2 separate regions of the Mus musculus genome follow, and region 2 is linked to region 1. Evidence: chromatin contacts called from public Micro-C data. All regions are on one chromosome and are shown on one strand. The core of a region is the stretch at or near the end of the contact, and the rest is flanking DNA. Distances in the headings are between cores, read along the strand shown. Region 1 has its middle 14 kb from the start of Adamtsl4. Region 2 holds the start of Prpf3 (pre-mRNA processing factor 3).

What was found. Hi-C and Micro-C count contacts between places; a contact is called where the count stands out from the background.
Region 2: a Micro-C map of embryonic stem cells shows a contact between it and region 1, with 3 times the contacts expected there. The contact joins the promoter of Prpf3 here to the enhancer-like site in region 1. A contact is called at or near these places in 4 of 39 promoter capture datasets (liver, macrophages, maxillary cranial neural crest and 1 more), 1 of 484 Hi-C or Micro-C datasets (embryonic stem cells) and 3 of 9 other capture datasets (adipose tissue, liver and pancreatic islet).

Annotation. Positions count from the first base shown.
Region 1 is chr3:95,700,941-95,703,625 of GRCm38.p6, forward strand. No RefSeq gene overlaps it. Among named protein-coding and RNA genes, the nearest start is that of Adamtsl4, 14 kb to the left of the region's middle. Within about 2 kb of position 1,376, at least 228 of the 459 cell types and tissues checked have an H3K27ac peak or open chromatin away from gene starts, as enhancers often do. A contact at or near this core is called in embryonic stem cells, liver, pancreatic islet and 1 more, where this site is marked.
Region 2 is chr3:95,854,498-95,857,182 of GRCm38.p6, forward strand. Prpf3 (pre-mRNA processing factor 3) reads right to left here and starts at 1,388. Exons shown (of 16, transcript NM_001316751.2): 1 at 1,252-1,388.

The DNA.
Region 1 (2,685 bases), core at 126-2,625:
AACTTCCTTAGTGGCCCAGACTGGCCTTCACCTCATGCAGCCCTTCTGTGTTGGGATTATAAGTATGAACCACCATATCCAGCTTCCCATTTTCTTTAAATTTTACCTTTCCCAGCCTGCTCTGTGTGGGTGTTTTTCTTGCTTCTATGCCTGTGTTCCATGAACCCCAAGAGGCCAGAAGTGGGGGTCAGATCTCCTAAAGTGGAGTTACAGACTTCTGAGCTGCTGTGTGGGTGCAGGGAATCAAACCCTGGTCCTCTGGAAGAGCGATGTTAGGCCCCCACCCTCAAGTCCCTAAAACGGCAGCACTCCTGACAGTGTCCCCAAATGACAATCTGGGCTCAGCTCAGGCTGGACTCAAAATAGAACAAGTTTGTCTGTGGATAAACAAAAGCTTACACTCAGCATTCTCCAGAAGCCTACAAAATGGCTTCTGACTGCCAGGTAGAGCCATTTCCCTAATCTTTCCCTACCAAATGGGGCAAATGTGGCAACTAGTTCCCTATTAACATAAACTGTAACACATATCAAAGCCCCTCTACCACTCTGAACCTCCATGCTGTTCTGGCTAGCTCCTCTCTTTATAACTGGCAAGGCTTTCCCTACCTTTTTGACCCTTGAGAGATAGCCTTGGCAGTTTGAATAAACTTTTCCTTTTCCACCCACAGGAGTGGTCTAATCACTGCGATTTCCCGTGCAAGCAAGTGCTCAGAATTGCTGAGCCATCTCTCTCTGTCCCATCTCATATCCCATCAGGGTATCTGATTTGCCACTTTGCCCCCCACCCCTTTTTTTTTCTTCAAGGTTTTATTGTGTACCCTGGCTGGCCTGGAACTCATTGTATAGACCAGGCTGGTCCTCCTGCCTCTGCAGTACTGGAATTGAAGGTAAATTGCCTTGTATTTTAAAGTAATTTACAGTTTAATCTTCGTTATCAGGACCTGTTCCCCAGATTTTGCCCTTGTTTAACATTTTACAAACGTTCGGATAGGTTTGGCTAACGTTGCACTCAGCAACTACCTGGTGAATCCACACAGGACCAACTGCATGGACTCTCAGCAGGGATAGAGAGAGATGCCTTAGCAGTTCTGAGCCCTCCAAGTCCTGTTGCTCCCCCCAGGTTGGCTCCGGGCCGTTCTGGGCCGTTCTGGGCCGTCCCGGGCGGCTCCAGGCGGCCCCTGGCTCAAACTGCAGAGGTCTGGCCTTCTAAAAGGAGCCTGGACTCCCTTTTCCCCCTCCCTCCCCAATCAGCATCTAACAAAAACTCTTTTGTGATTTTATGCCTGGGGGAGTCGACTGAGTCAACGGCTGATGTGATTCCCGCAGAGCTGAGTCCAAAGGTCTGCTCAGGGTTTCCTTCTCAGAGTCCAGAACCCCGCCCTAGGCCCCGCCCCGAATCTCCGCGCCCTGCTCCGTTTTGCCGGGAAGACCCGGAGCTGGGCTTCTACTGCCCCTGCATGGTGGTAGCATTGTGGTCTAGGGAATCAGAGGGTCACGTGAGACCAAATGAGTAATCTAAGGCTGGGTACTGTGAGCTTGGGGAGACTCGGGGACTGTCGAGAAGGCAAGACTGTGAAAACCAGGAGGCTGTGGGCCCTGGAAGATGGCACGTGGTCTCCTGAAGTACCCCTGGTACAGTAAAACAAGATTCCTACAATGTTATGGATAACCTTTTGTTCTTATGGACATCCTAGAAAGGATACTTTGTTTTGGAAAATAACAACTTCCTTACTGCCAAGTCCCTCATCCCAACCCTATAAACCATTTCAGCCAGCTCCCTCTACCCTCTGTAGACCCCTCAATTTCCCGTGGGAGAGAGGCTGCCTCTTGCTAAGTGCACTAATAAATATAGTGTGTCTTAGCGGTTGAAAGTCAGGCCCCTGTCTTTTCTGCCTCCTGTCCTTTTAAGCTGCTTTAGAAATATCACAGTTGCTGGGCAGTGGTGGCGCACGCCTTTAATCCCAGTACATGGGAGGCAGAGGCAGGCAGATTTCTGAGTTCGAGGCCAACCTGGTCTACAGAGTGAGTTCCAGGACAGCCAGGGATACACAGAGAAAACCTCTTTCGAAAAACAGAAAAACAAAACAAAACAAACAAACAAAAAAAAACAAAAACAAAAAAAGAAAGAAAGAAAGAAAGAAAAGAAATATCACAGTTCCAATAAGTCTTTGTAGACCTGACAGGTTTCCCGGGCTGCAGGTTGCTGAACAGAGTTGTAATAATTTTTAGGATTTTTTTTTTTTTTTTTGCATTTGGACATTCAAGCTTTTTGTTTACTGATATAGGTTAATCACCTGTATCAATAGACTTCACGTTATTTTCATACACAAATATAATGAATTTGACTATATTCCCCCCAATGCCTCCTTGTCCTAATTTACTTTCTGTTCCTATGACGAAGACTATGACCAAAGCAAGGGAGAGAAAGGGTTTACATCATACAGGTTACAGTCCACCATTGATGGCCATCAGAGCAAAGTCAAGGCAGAAACCTGGAAGCGAGCCATGAAGCAGAGGCCTTGAGAAACACTTGCTACGCAGTGCTTAAGGTGACCTTGAGTTACTGCTCCTCACCCCTGCATCTCTTAAATCTTGGGGCTACAGTTGCCACTGTGGGGATGTGACAGGCAGCCCTAACTGCAAGGGACTGTGGTTTCCCCTGCTCAGAAGTGAACTGCTCTATCC
Region 2 (2,685 bases), core at 138-2,637, 150 kb after region 1:
ATTACTCTTTCAAGATGTTTAAAGACATCTAAAAAATGCAACCTCAGAATGATCATACAAGCCTGTGATCCCAGCACAAGGGGAATCAGGAGTTCAAGTCCAGCCTTGGCTACAGAGTTCAACATCACCGGTGGCTACATGAGACCTTGTCATAAAAAAAAAAAAAAAAAAAAAAAGATGCAGTCTAATTAGCTCCTACATTCTTGACAGATTTCTCTCTCATAAGATCTGTCAATACACAGTATTTAATACATCTGAATGAATCTGGAAGGCTGTTTCTCAGTGACAACTTTTATGAATAATCCTGGGATAGCTTTTTTGGGCCATCATGAGATAGCAGTATACTGCCTATCAAAAAGAAAGCAACCACAGGCACTAAAAGTGGAGAAGAAAGCCCATTTAAGATAGAATATAGTAAGCACCACCATTCATAAGCCCTTAGGAAAGCAAGTTAATTCCCGAGAGCCTCAGTATACTTATCTTAGAAAATGAGACATCTGGTATAACACTCCATTCAATAAATACTTAAGTTACTATTTCTTGTCAAGCAGAATACTTACTGCATGTAAGGACACACACAGCAGTGAACAAAACAGCCAAGAATCCTCATGTTAATGGGACTTACAACCCACTACAATTGAATAATAGGCTAGAAAGTTTAAGCAATTTTCAAAATCCAGAGTAATAGGTGAAGCATATTAAGCATATTGGATGTAAGCTCAAGAAATATACTAACAAATGGATGTCTTCAAATTCGACCCGAATGTGCAAACGAAACAGTCAATGGATAAGAAAGTTTCAGTCAGTAGAGTTGTCACTAACCAGATGTTCAACTCTAATAGCGAGGGGGCGTCAGCGTCGGTGGGGGGCTGGGGGGTGGAGGGGAAGGGGAAGGGGAAGGGGAGGGAGGCAGAACGCTGTCTTCTGAATGAGCAGGTAGCAGAATCTCATCTTCCGAAGGGATTCCTTACTTTTCTACGCTACAAGCCCCTGGAACCCCATGCTCCGGTCTTTGCTATCTTCCCACCTGGCCCCGGCCCCACCGAGTCCGCGCTAACTCCTCACCTCAGGGCAGGTTTGCCCACCCTGCTGCTTCCCGCCCCCGCCCTTTGCCTTCAGCCAGCCCATTCTGACTTCTTCCCCGGACAGAACCAGGGAGTCCTCCCAGCCTGCTTCCCGCCGAGCACTCCCGCCCTGTCCAGCCGCTCGCACCGAAGGCTACAGCCTTTCGGGCGCGGGGCCACTACTCACCTCACAAACTTCAGCCCCTGAGACGGAGCCCGAACGTTACACCGGAACCGGAAACCTTCCGGTTGCCCTACGGCCCGCCGTCGCTACCGCCACACACCGCCACGCTGCGGTCCCTACGGCACGTGACTACGGAAGGCGGGGCCTCAGCTGCGCAGCCGCGGTATCAAGGTGCCGGCCGCGGGGCGCACGCGCCGCGGGATCCTAAAGCCTAGTCCGCGGGTTGTCCCGGAGCGATGCCAACGTTAGTTCGGGCATTATTTCCCGGAGCAGAAATCGGTTGGCATCACATTCCCTCGGGTCCAAAGAGTTAGTGCGCTAAGATTATCACTTAGAACTAAAAGCAAGGACGTCCACATTCGTACTCAAAGTGTCCTTTCTAGTTTAAAAAAAAAAAAATTGTGATCTCTAGCATTAGCTGCCCTCCCTTAACTTTGCCTCCCTAATTTAAAATCGATACCAGAGACCAGGCAACAAAAAAGAACAGATTCAGAGCTATCCCCTGGCTTCCCATTCGCCAATGAAACACCAAAACCTGCCTCACTTCCTAACCTCTAGGGATAACAGTATTCCAATTGCTAGCTCAGCCTCAGAAACCAGACTACTTTCTCGCTTGTCGCTTTCTGCCTTGCATGGCTCTTTACTAAGAAAACTACAAGATTTGCACTCCACTCTACTTCGGGTTTGTGCTCAAATTAGCCTTAGAGAAGCCTTTCTGGCCGCCCTATTTAATTTTGATACTTGACGCTCTAGAGTCCCACTTTTTTTTTCTTTTTTCTTTTTTTTTTCCTTATTGTACTTGTAGTATCATCTACCGTATTCATAAAAGTTAACTTAGGCTTTGTACTAGTCAGGGTTCTCTAGAGTCATAGAACTTATGGGTAGTCTCTGTATAGTAAGGGGATTTGTTGATGACTTACAGTCTGTAGTCCAAGTCCCAACAATGGGCAGCAGCAGCTATGAAAGGAAGTTCAAGGATCTAGCAGTTGCTCAGTCCCACAAGACAAGCAGGTGGAGAAGAGAGAGAGAATCTTCCTTCTTCCAATGTCCTTATGTAGGTCTCCAGCAGAAGGTGTGGCCCAGATGAAAGGTGTGTGCCACCAAGCCTTCAACTCAAAGATCCCCCAGTCTTAATTTTCTGGAATTTATAGCCACTATGCCTCAAGATCTCCGTGCCAAGATCCAGGTCAGAAATTGTATATCTCAGCCTCCAGATTAGGATCACAGGTGAGCCTTCCAATTCTGAATTGTAGTTCATTCCAAATATAGTCAAGTAGATAACCAGGAATAGCCACCACACGCTTAGTGCTTATACTTACAGTAACACTCATACAATTAAGTACTTAATAAATACTTGTCTACCATGGCAAGTTCCCCACTACACATCCCCCAAATAAAATGTAAAACTTTTTTTTTTTTTTTTTTTTTTTTTTTAAG